Linked DNA regions of Sus scrofa: region 1 is linked to region 2. The links are chromatin contacts, called in public HiChIP or PLAC-seq maps. All regions are on one chromosome and are shown on one strand. The core of a region is the stretch at or near the end of the contact, and the rest is flanking DNA. Distances in the headings are between cores, read along the strand shown. Region 1 holds the start of SERPINB1 (leukocyte elastase inhibitor). Region 2 holds the start of WRNIP1 (ATPase WRNIP1).

Evidence for each region. HiChIP or PLAC-seq counts read pairs in DNA pulled down with a chosen protein or histone mark.
Region 1: an H3K27ac HiChIP or PLAC-seq map of alveolar macrophages shows a contact between it and region 2. The contact joins the promoter of SERPINB1 here to the promoter of WRNIP1 in region 2. A contact is called at or near these places in 3 of 47 Hi-C or Micro-C datasets (all in blood) and 1 of 2 datasets of contacts at active chromatin or transcription factors (alveolar macrophages).

What each region holds. Positions count from the first base shown.
Region 1 is chr7:1,690,472-1,696,258 of Sscrofa11.1, reverse strand. It overlaps SERPINB1 (leukocyte elastase inhibitor), which reads left to right and starts at 2,946. Exons shown (of 7, transcript XM_003482119.4): 1 at 2,946-3,052; 2 at 4,066-4,240; 3 at 5,777-5,787. The coding sequence starts at 4,073.
Region 2 is chr7:1,654,667-1,661,280 of Sscrofa11.1, reverse strand. It overlaps WRNIP1 (ATPase WRNIP1), which reads right to left and starts at 4,329. Exons shown (of 7, transcript XM_021100108.1): 1 at 3,358-4,329; 2 at 1,491-1,682; 3 at 827-1,068. The coding sequence starts at 4,098. MYLK4 (myosin light chain kinase family member 4) reads left to right here and starts at 5,051. Exons shown (of 14, transcript XM_021100112.1): 1 at 5,051-5,265.

The DNA of each region.
Region 1 (5,787 bases), core at 1,697-4,196, 36 kb before region 2:
CTTCACTTTTCCCAGTTCCTTTTCTAGAAAGTCTGTTTCACTCTGGAGCGAAGAGCGGGGGCGCTCGGCTTGTCACGTGGTGACTTGGTGTTTCAGGTGACTCTGACTCGGGCTGGCAGTTTTTTAAGACGGGTCTGGGTCTTCCGACTCTCATAAGAACGCCAGATTCGTTCGCGTGCTCAGTGAACACGGTAAGCGCGTGGCAAGCTTGTCCCACCTTCACCTTGTTTCATCCAACTAGAAACTTCTGAACAAAATCAAGAGAACTGTAAAATGTTGGCTACCACTGCCTAGAACTCGCAGCCCCGGTGGACGCTCAGAGGACAGGGCTGGTCCTCACGTCCTCAGGCCGCCCTGCCAAGGCTGGCCAGGCCCTCAGGACCGGCCTCATCCCCCTTCCGGCACGCGGGAATGCGTTAGCACAAAATCATGTCCAGAAATGACAGGTTTTCAGCCCCGCAGATGTCCCCTCCCCCACCGTGCCGTCCCACCCACAACCCATGTGTTAAAACGAACACAGGACTAGTTCTAATCAGGCCGCCGTGGCCGTGGATATAGGAGGCACGCGATGCCACGCGACGTCCTGTGGGAGCTGGGAAGTGCCCAGCTGGGCCAGCAGTGGGAGGAAAGGGCAGAGGTGGCGGCCCAGAGCCTCTCCTGGGGTTCTTGCAGGTCATGGAGGAGGGCAGGGCAGGTGCACAGGGAAACTTAGGACTGGAGAGTTGGGGCCTGTCCCTGGGCTGGGGCTCTCCGCCGGGTTCCAGTTGCCTGGTGGAGGTGCTGGGGTGGGTGTGATGAAGGAGCGGGTTGAGAATGCCCATTAGCTGGTGGGTTTGTGTGTCAAAGGAACCCTTGCGGGAGAGTCATTCTCCGTCTCTGGGAACTGGGCCCAGATGCCAGAGCGTCAAGAAAACAGAAAAGAGGAAGATGCAGTCTGTGCAACCCCCCTTGGTCCAGGAAGCGTCCCTTCCCTCCTGACCGCTGGACCACAGCTTGCTCCGGCCTGTTTCCAACCTCTGTGTCACCAGAACCTCCGGTCCACACCCTGCGTGCCCGTCCTTCCTCTGCAGTGTGCTCGGGAGATGCCCGCTGCGGTCTGTGCGTTTCCCCTGCTGTTCTGTGGTCCGATTTCTCCATCGTCTGCTGGGGGCTGATGCATGTCCCGCTGTGATGAGCGAGCTTGTGCCTGCCCCCCGGGGCCCCGGCCTCACGGCGTTCTGTCCCGGGTCTGTTGGGTCTGTCGCGGGGCGAGGTCACTGATCTAGCCAGGGTATGATGCCTGCGAGCCGAGCAGACACACCAAACACTGCACCGAACCGCGGGTACCATCACGCGTGTCCGAGACTCTGTGTGACCTCGGGCAGGGGTCCATTCCATGGAGGCCCCGAGCACGAGGCCCCAAGCCCCCTGCCTCTGCCTTACACAGGACATGGACGGACTGATGACAGGTGTGTGATGTCCATTCTGTCTGAACCTTATATGGGATATGTATTGACTTAGGAAGTGGTTTCATTTCATATTTGACCCAGATTTTACTAACTCCACGGGAGCACATACAGAATGTCAGGGGAAGAAAAGAAAATTTAGAACCCATTTTTCCTCCGTTTTTTGTGTCTCGGATTTTAACGACTCTTCGGCGCAGCCTCTTAACGTCCTCACAGCCGCCTCTTGCTAGAAGCGGACGAGGGGGCTCTAGTTCTGCAAGAAATGATGGGCAGGTGACCGACTTTATCAAACCACTCAACATGACTGCAGCTGGTTTTCAGCAGACGTCGGTTTCTTTATTCCAACCAGTTGTAAGACACCCTACACTCTTAGCTGTTACCTTCTTGCTGCTTTTTTAAAAACTATGGAGAGTATGTTTATCTGTCATTACTAATCTTCTCTGCTCCTTTTCTTATAAACAAAGTCTCGGAGTCAAAAAAACCACAAACCCATTTACACTATATTATCCATACTAACTAAAAAATAGGATTTTTCCTTCGTCCCCCTTGCATGTTGAGATTTGTATGAAAGCAGGGAAGAAGTGTCAAGATGGCAGAATCGTTTCATACCCTCAAGTACTATACATTTTGGTGAAATTACACACCCAGGCATTTAAAGGACAAACAAATAAACAAGAAACTTCACAGAAAGTTACTGCTTTCATTATTCAACTACAGTCATTCTAGTTTTAGCATTTTAACATTACGCTGGACAGCTTATGTTTTCGTATAATGGGTAAGAAATCCTTTATTCATGGAGACGGTGTTGTCGTGGTGTGTGGTGTGCACACTGACCCAGCCTGGCAAAGTCGTCACTTGCCAGGGGAGTTCCGGGCTGAGCTTGGTACCTGAGAGACAGTGACATCAAGGATGTGGTTTGGAACTGAGTCTGCTTTCTGTGGTTTTTGTCTTTTTGCTTTTTCTAGGGCCGCACCCGCGGCATAGGGAGGTTCCCAGGCTAGGGGTCTAATCGGAGCTGTAGCTGCCAGCCTACGCCAGAGCCACAGCAATGCGGGATCCGAGCTGTGTCTGCAACCTGCACCACAGCTCACAGCAACGCCGGATCCTCAACCCACTGAACAAGGGCGGGGATCGAACCCGAAACCTCATGGTTCCTAGTCGGATTCGTCAACCACAGAGCCATGACGGGAACTCCAGAACTGATTCTGTTTTATCACCTCCCCCCAATAATCCGAGCGTTTGGAGTGCATAGATAAGATTCAAAAGATTCCTCTAAGTGGTGACACATTATGCCACCTCTGTCATTCACACCTTGGTAAGAAATGGCCCATCAGAGCATTGGCAGAGATCTGAGTTTGCCTGGAACTCAGAGAAGTGCTGATCCCCTGAGAGCGCTGCGTGGAGGCCTGCCCAGCCCGAGACGCCCAGCGCGATGTGCCAGAGCCGTGTGCCCAGCCCAGCCCAGCCCAGCGGGACTGCTGGGAAGGAAGCCCCCGGGCGGGGCCGCCCCGCCCACCCGCAGGGGCCACGCCCTCCCTCCTGCCGCTATAAAGTCCGCGCGCCGCGCTCTCCAGCACCTCGCATCCCGCCCGGGCGGCTGAGCTGCGGTAAGGCCCGCGGGCGGCGCGGGAGGTGGGGCGGGCGGGGAGGTCGGCGCGGTCGATCCGAGAGCGCCCGCGGGGCCCCCGGCCCCGTGGCCACTCCGGCCCGGGGCTCCCGCGCCGCAACCGGGGCCCAAGGCCGGGCGGCCTGCAGGGACGAAGGTCGCTCCCTGGCGGCCCGAAGGCGGAACCGAAACTGGAGTTTTCTCTCCCTACTTCCCGGAGTTTTTTTGTGGCAGTTTTCACGCAGCCCGCTTCTCCTTTCTTGGCTCGAGGTGGGGCAGGGAGGCCAGTGCGATCCCGGATGTTCCTCAGCAACAGCAGTAATTCATCCTATTACCTACACGCTGAGCGTCTCCCCCGTGTATTCGGGGGAAACTGGGCTCTGAGCGCAGAGCTCAGGTGGGGAAGTTGGGTCAGGCTGGCCGAGCGGAGACCAAGGGCAGGGCTTCAGCTGCGGGGTCCCAGCTGCCTGCGGCTGTGACAGGACACCTGTCACCTTCTGCTTGCCCCGCCGCCCAGCCTAACTTGGGGCCTGGGTTGGGTTTTCAACTCTCGCAGCCTGTAACCCCTCAAACATTAGCAAGTGAATCTCAAAATGAGGGCCATTGTTCCTCCTTTGCTGGAATGTGCTTTAAAGAGCAGCAGGCAGCTATGATTTTCTAATAGCAACAGCCTCTTTCAGATAAATGTGGGCAATGGATTCATGGCTCAAGTGAATCAGAGGCTTGAAGGGAAGGGTGGGAGGTATGTGCCCCCCCCATGTCGCAGGGGAGCCCTCCCAGGCACCTGGGCCCTTGAGGCCACAGGTCTTGACCCCGTGTCACTGCCGAATCCTTGGCCGGCCGCCCCCACCTTGCACTTTGGGGCACGTGGAGGGTTTTTGCCCTCCTGGGACAAGAAGAGAGCAGAAGCCCCGGGTGTCTCAGGGTGGCTGGCCAGGCTGAGGAGGAGGTGGGGAAGTGACACTGCTGGCGCGGGTGTGGCAGCCAGCAGCTCTGGGCTCTTCTGTGCTGCAGCTTCGCCATGGAGCAGCTGAGCGCGGCCAACACCCGCTTCGCCTTGGACCTGTTCCGCGCCCTGAATGAGAGCAATCCTGCTGGGAACATCTTCATCTCCCCCTTCAGCATTTCGTCAGCACTGGCCATGATCCTTCTGGGGACCAGAGGCAACACGGAGGCCCAGATGTCCAAGGTCAGCAAAACCAGCAGCGATAGCCCAGTGCCACTGCTGAGTCCTACCACAGGCTGAACCGGAAAGCCGTGCTTTTGAGCTCGGGCAGCGCGTTTGTGGAACTGGGCTTCTGTGCTCAGCGTTGTGCATTGTGTGATACATTACATTTCATGAGGCCAGACTTTAGGAAAAGCCCCAGGGACGATACACTCAGATGCAGGCTGTCATTTACCGATCCGGTCTTTTCCGAGCACCCACCACCTGCCAGGTGCTGTTTTGTGTTTTTGTGTTGGGTTTCTTTTTTCTTTTTTTGTCTTTTTGCCTTTTCTAGGGCTGCTCCTGTGGCATATGGAGGTTCCCAGGCTAGGGGTTGAATCGGAGCTGTAGCCGCCAGCCTACACCACAGCCACAGCAATGCGGGATCTGAGCCTTGTCTGCAACCTACACCACCTCTCACGGCAACGCCGGATCCTTAACCCATTGAGCAAGGCCAGGGATTGAACCTGCAACCTCATGGTTCCTAGTCGGGAACTCCTGTGTTGGTTTGTTTTTTATGGTCACACCTATGGAATTTCCTGGGCCAGGGACTGTATCTGAGCTGCAGCTGCAGCTGCAGAAGCGTCTGATCCGTGAACCCACTGCACCTGGCCAGGACTGTCCTGAGCTTCCCCAGGGACCTGAGCCGCTGCAGTGGGAGTCTTAACCCACTGTGCCACAGCGGGAACTGTGCCAGGCCTCACAAAACCATGAAGGACTCTTGATGTAGCTGAGGCATGGGGAATTAAACTTTTCCAAGTTAAGTTTGAAGAAGTTATTTTTAAATGAGTGAGTTGCTGATGTTAATAGTGCAATTAAAAAAAAAAACCCTTAATCTGTAATATCTTTGTGTATAGCTGATAAATCTTATTTGTACTATTTCTGAGACCTTCAATAAAATTATATTTGATACAGAATATGCATATGAACTTACCATTTATGTTTTTTTGGGGAAAAAGCAGATTTGTATAAATATTTTATTAACCACTCATATGTGTGGAACAATCATTATAAGAAAGAAGTGATATAAAAAGTTTCTAATGTAAGTAGCCTGTTTCACAAAGCTACACGTTTTGGATTTTCTGTTACTTGTTCTCCAATGAAAAATGACTAAAGGGAGTTCCCATCGTGGCGCAGTGGTTAACGAATCCGACTAGGAACCATGAGGTTGCGGGTTCGGTCCTGCCCTTGCTCAGTGGGTTAAGGTTCCGGCGTTGCCGTGAGCTGTGGTGTAGGTTGCAGACACGGCTCGGATCCCGCGTTGCTGTGGCTCTGGCGTAGGCTGGCAGCTACAGCTCTGATTCGACCCCTAGCCTGGGAACCTCCATATGCCACAGGAGCGGCCCAAGAAATGGCAAAAAGACCAAAAAAAAAAAAAAAAAAAAAAAGACTGAAGTATTAGTCTTGGGCCACCAACTGGCAATAAAACATGTGAATTTAATTTGATGGGAGCACATGACAAGGAAGCAATTTTTAAATTCACAATAAATGGCTACAGAGATAATGTTTTCTTTATTTTAGGCTCTCCATTT
Region 2 (6,614 bases), core at 3,080-5,579:
AATGACGAGACAGAACCCTCCGAGCAGCGCCATGCGGGAGCCCTCAGCAAACGTCAACTACTCCATCATCACCCACAAGAATCATTTTATTTTAATTTTACTTTTTTTTTTTTGTCTTTTTAGGGCTGACCCATGGCATATGGAGGTTCCCAGGCTAGTGGTCTAATGGGAGCTACAGCTGCTGGCCTACACCACAGCTCACGGCAACGCCGGATCCTTAACCCACTGAGCAAGGCCAGGGATTGAACCCGCAACCTCATGGTTCCTCGTTGGGTTTGTTGACCACTGAGCCACCATGGGAACTCCACCAGAATCATTTTAATTAGCCTGCTCTCTGGAGCTGCAAATCTTCAAGGCAGAGCAATAAGCTCTGCTGCTTCCATGGTAACCAGAGACAGACAGATGGACAAAAGCCATTTCAGCCCTGTCAGCCAACCCCTGAAGCCCTGCCTCGTCCGTGGCCGGACCCACGGCCTTCACACCACAGGCCTGCACCGTCACCTGGTCCCCAGACGGACTCTTCAGAGCACTCTGGAAGCCGCACGCGACCTACGGCCTGGAATCCACCCTCCTCCACAGCGGCGTGACCACACCACACGCTCGTTCACACTCTCATTTTCAGCAGCACATGCCCGTCAGACGGCAGTCAGACTGCAGACCGAGAACCACTCCCCCCCCCCAAATTAACCCAGCACGCCCAGCAGGCATTACTGTCTCACCACGTGACCAAAACGAGCCAAGGGAACCAGCTTACTGTCCTCCCCACCACAAAGCTGCTGGCGCTGGGCACGCCCCTCCAGCCCAGGGGTCCCCAGGAGGGGCTTACTCGGAGCTGCTGTTGCTGCTGTGGCTCAGAGGGTCGGCGGGGCGGCTGGAGTCCAGGACGTGGATCCCCAGGGAGTTGATGGCCCGCATAAGGATGGTCACCACGGCCTCCACTGGAAGCTTCTCGAGAACGATCACCCGGCAGCGGCTCAGCAGAGCGGCGTTGACCTGGAAGGAGGGGTTCTCCGTGGTTGCCCCGATCAGGGTGATGGTCCCACACTCCACGTGAGGAAGGAAGGTGTCCTGACCGCGGAGAGAAACAGAGCACAGGGACCTGGTCAACAACCTGCAGGACCCCGGGGAAGCCAGCGCTCCTTCCTTTTTCTAACTTTGAGGTCAGCATTAGATCAGCCACTTAAACTGTTCACTGTGAGTCCTGGTGTCTCAGTGAAAAATTTCTAGACACTGGAAACCTGAAGTAAAGTGGCTTTCCCGATTTGCATGACTCAGAAATCTACCAGCAGTTTCACTCACCAGATAAAGCATTTTCTGGTCACTAAGAGAAGGCGGGGAAAGGGACATAAAGGAGAAGGGAGGCAGTCCACGCCTGTGCAGGTGGAGCAAGCAGCACAGCACCCGCCAGACCCGAGCACGTGCACCGTGACCACACGCGCTTCACCTTCAGGTTAACCACCGCAAGGACCAAGAGGCAGACGGGAACACACCTGCTGAGATTTATTGAATCGATGAATCTCATCAATGAAAAGGATGGTTTTCCTCTTGAAAAAGCTCTTCTCGTTCTGAGCCTGTTTGATGACGTCGCGCACGTCGGTTGTCTTGGCGCTGGTTGCCGACAAGGTCACGAACCTTATGCTGTGTTTCTTGCTGTTGTTGGCGATGATGTGAGCCAGCGTGGTCTAGACAGAGGACAGTGTGGGAAGCTGATGAGACAGAGCAGTGCTTCAGGGGCTCGTGCAGCCGCAGCGCGTGTACCCGGCAACCGAACACGGAAGGGGGCTGAGCAGCAGACACAACTCAAAATACTGCGGGACGGTTTTAAACGTCAAGAAAAATGCTGTAAATAAAACAGGGAAGCGACTACACTTGGGCTAACCTTGACCTCTTCCGCTCTGTGCCTACCCCCGGGGATGTCAAGTCCACAGCTGGAAGCTTCTCAGGGCAGCTTAGAAAAGGAGAGCAAGCCTTTGAACTGAGAGACCAACAAAGACCCTGTGGAAGGAGGTGAACCAGCAGCACTTGGGCCCGTCAGTACTTCCTGGGGAGCAGCAGAGAGACGGGGCGGGGGGGGGGGTGGCACTGCTCAAGGCCAGGCACTCAGGGGAGCTCGAGAAATACACACGGACTACTACTCTGCTACCCACCATCTGCAATGAGAATGGGAGTCAGGAAAAAGGAACACTGACCAAGAAGGGACCAAACCTGCTCCTGGATGACCAGAAGGGCGGCATTTTATCTTCTGGACGTCGTGCAGCATGTCAGACACTGTGCTGCTGCTTTGCAACTCCCAGCCTACAGGCCACATGTGCCTTCTGACTGGTCACCAACCACTGCGCCGGGGCGGCCCAGCCCACCAGCTCCCCAGCCCACCAGCTCCTGCTCCGCATCTCCTGGGAGCACACCCAGCACGCCTCCCTAGGGACCTTCCCCGCCACCTGCCTCCACCAACAGCTGAGAGCTGAGAATGCCGCCGCAGGGTAAAGCGCTGTCTGGGTTACCTCCTGGCAAAGAAAGTACACTGAAAACAAGAGGGCGCCACACCAGCAAGACGCATTCTAAGAATGGGAGTAGAGGAAGGTGTGGTTAAGTTGTGGGAGGTGAAACCAGAAAAAAAAGGAGACAACTTATAAAGGCTCTTGTGCACTGAGGAGTCGGAACCTCGACACTCTCTGCACCCCTTTGCACTTGACCCTGGGTTTTTCTCTCCATTCCCTGGAGCTCCTTCTCCCTCCTCCTGCAGAGACAAAAACCATGCCTCCAGCCTTAACTCCTGTCTCCTTAAGACTCCTTAATGCCGTCTCCAGGGTTCTCTAGATCCCGACATCCTAAGTGGCCTCATCTGACTGGAGCTAACCCCTAAGAAGGTTCACAAAACTGGACGCCAAAATGCACCGATGTTTCTTCTCTAAGGGACAAGGCTCACGAGAACAGCTACGGAAACGGTAGGTGACAGTGACTAGCATAGGCACAGCTCTCCCGTGAGTCCCCTTAGATGAGTCAGGCCTCAAGGGGAGATAAAAGCCCGTCTATTAAAATAAACCAACAGCCAGAAAGAGAAGGAAGCACACTGCCATTTGAAATTTTTGCGATTATTTTTTCCAAAACGGAACCCACACATCCACAAATAGGACGCACCAGCTCGCGTTTCCTTGAGACCCGGGTCATGAACCAGGCGGGGGCCTCGAGAGTGGAACGCCGCGGAAACCCAAGTCCAAGCCCCCAGATTCTCGCAAACGGCTGCACTCACACATCGCCATCCTGGCACCGACCAGACCCCGCGATGCGGAGCCCGGGGCGCGCCCTCTCCCGCCACCCCACCCCCCGCCCCTGCCGCGGAGCCCCCCGCGGCCTCACCTTGCCGCAGCCCGGCGGCCCCCATAGGATGAGCGAGGGCACCTCGTTGGCCTCCAGCAGCGAGCGCAGCAGCGTCTCGGGCCCCACGGCGCGGCCCTGTCCCACGAAGTCCTGCAGCGCGTCGGGCCGCAGCCGGTCGGCCAGCGGCTTGCCCTCCAGCATCTGCCGCACCTCCTCGGCCGCGGGCGCCCGGGCGTGCGGGCGGCCCCCGGGGGCCCCGAAGGCGGCGGCGTCCGCGTCCCAGCGGCCTGCGTCCTCCTCGCCGTCCGCGTCGCCCGCCGCCTCCTCCTCCTCCGGCGCCTCCGCCTCGTCCCAGCTCCGCGGGGACGCGCTGCCCGCCGCCGCCGCCGGCCGCTGCCCCGCGCCCTTCCTGGCCGGGCTGCCGGGCCGCGCCACCGGGAAGTCAGGGATGAGGCGCGCGCCGCTGGGCGTGGGCGGCGCGTCGTAGCTCTCGCGGCTCTCGGTCTCGCCGCCGTCGTCCGGCTCCTCAGCCTCGCCCTCGCTGCTCTCGGCCGCCGTCGGCGTGGCCGGCTGCTTGAGCGCCGAGCTCTCCGACGGCCGGCGCCGCTTGGCGCGGGGCGGCGCGGCCGCGGGCTCCGCGTGCCCCGCCGGGTGCAGCAGCAGGCAGCGGTCCAGGTGCGAGTTGATGTGCGCGGCGGGCATGGCCTGCTGGCACACGGGGCACTGCACCCGGTGCAGCTGCGCCAGGAACGGGTCGTCCTCGGGCCCGCTCACCTCCATGGCGGCCGCCGCGCCGCGCACCCCGCGCCGCCCCGCTAGGCCCCGCGCCGCGCGACCCTCGCTCGGGGAGGCGGCAGGACGCGCGCGGGCCGGGGGAGGGCGCCGCTCATGCCTCACGTCCGGGGCTGCCCGCGTCGGCCCGCCCTCGGCCGGCGGCCCCGGCGCCTCGCGCGGTGCGCCGGGAAGGGGAGTCCGTGGAGGTTCGCCCGGCCGCCGCTGGCCACGGCTCACGCGGCCTGTCGGGAAATGTGGTCCGCGGAGGTTCGGGCGGCCTGACGGGAAGTGTGGTCCGTGGAGGTTCGCGCGGCCTGACGGGAAGTGTGGTCCGTGGAGGTTCGCGCGGCCTGACGGGAAGTGTGGTCCGCGGAGGTTCGCGCGGCCTGACGGGAAGTGTGGTCCGTGGAGGCTGGCCCGCGCGTCCCCTTGCGGCTCGGCGAGCACCCTTCCTGGGGCCCTAGAGGCCGGCAGCTTGGGCGTGCGCAGACCTGTTCTTTGTAGAACGTCGCCGCGGCTGCGCGAGGGGAACGGCTTTCGGGGCGGGTGGAGGGCAGAGGTCGCAGGGCAGGGGGTCGGAGGGCAGGGGGCGGGGAAGGGGAGAAGGCCGGGCGCAGCGGCGGGAAACCGGGCGGGACGGAGCAAAGAAAACGCAGAGGTCCGCGTCTGGAAACGCTCGGCTCCGCGGCCGCGGGGAGACGAGCCTGGGGAGACCCCGCCCCCGGGGTGTGGCCTTCGGCCCCGAACGCTGCTCGGACGCGGGGTTGGCCGCCGGGAGACGGCGCTTCCGGGAGGCGGCGCTGCGCGCTTCGAGGGACCGGGCGACCGTCTGTGCGGCCCTTCTGCGTCCCCGAAAGCGTCTTCTCCCCACGCGTGTCACAGACCCGCCCCTTGGTGTTTAGAGGAAGAAAGAGAGTTAAAAGGGTGGACTCTCCCAAAAGCTGCCAGTCTAATTTAATACGAATTTACTCTTCACACGAACATCTCGAAACGTCCAAAAGCAAACACCCGAGGGTTTCAAAAAGAGCCTTTTCGTGTGAGACGATTTTGCAAAACGAGGAATGGCTCACAAAGAACTGGCACCAGGCGGAGGACGGGGTCGAAAGAAAGAGCAAAGGAGGCGTTGCTTTGGGTTGACGTTGGCTGTAGCGCTGTCCCCCCGCCGGGCAGTTGGTAAGAGGACCGAAATCCGATGTTTCGGTGGTTTTCCAAGTAGAGGTGTTCCCACTAGGTAAGGTTAGTGGGAGGCGAGCAAACGTAAGCTAAGAAGGAGCCTTTGGTCCTGGGCCGTCGTTCAGTTTGACGTGCAGGGTCACGGTCATCCCCCCGCGCAACCGCGCCGACCTCGCGGGAGCCAGGACTTGGGGAAGAGCTTTGCAGGGAGGGAAAGACGCCTCCCTCCACCGCCTGAGGCCCCGGCCGGGCCTGCCAGCGAAACTGGCACAAGGCGGGTTGAAAAGAGGAGGAGGAGTTAGGGACGGATAGACTCACGGAGCGCGGTGGGGAGCTTGGGCGTGGAGAGCAGTGCCTTTGTAGGGAAGGGAGGAGACCGACGGAGAGCGTCTTGCGTTTCCAGGGAGGCGGCTTGTGGGAGGGCAGGTACTTGGGAGCGAATGCCAGCCGGGCACTGGCTGGTCAAGGGTGTTAGGCAGCGTCCTCTGGTGCCAGCCGGGGACTGGCTGGTCAAGGGTGTTAGGCAGCGTCCCCTGGTGCCACCTTTGGGCTGCTGAGGGTCTGGGGTTTTCTCCCGCGATTAACTTTTTTTTTTTTTTTTGCCTTTTTCTAGGGCCATTCCCGCGGCATATGGAGGGTCCCAGGCCAGGGGTCCAGTCCGAGCCTAAGCCTACACCACAGCCGCAGCAACGCGAGATCCGAGCCGCCTCTGCAACCTACGCCGCAGCTCACCCACTGAGCAAGGCCGGGGATCGAACCCCCAACCTCGTGGTTCCTAGTTAGATTCGCTAACCACTGAGCCATGACGGGAGCTCCTTCAGTGATTGACTTTTGTCCTTCCTGGGCAGAGGGGGAGGGGGACACCCACAGATTTATGTCCTGCTCTTGGGCAAATTAGCTTCTTCTCAGCTCTCTTCAGCTCAAAATAATCCTTATGCCATATACTCTGCCACCCTTCAGGTTCCAGGGCGGTCCTCAGAAGGAATTTTGGAGAAAATATTACTAAATATGGAAATGTAATGCACTGCCTTAATTTTAAACATGTATAGAAATATATGGACATGCGGTCACCTCTAACACAAGCAAAATACTTTAAAATAGTATTTTAAACAACTGGACAACAACTGTGACGTTTCCTGAATTTTTTTTTTAATAAATGTGAGGCTTAAAACTTTTTTTAAAAGAAATAATACATGCTTATCACGGAAAGTCTACGCAGAGATCCTCCTGGTTAATATTTTAGCTCCCTCTTCCAGTCTTTCAAAATGCACTTCAGTATTACACTGTGCACTTACCTGTAATTTCATTCTTTATTGTTACCTGATGCATATTTTTTAATTTCAATTTTT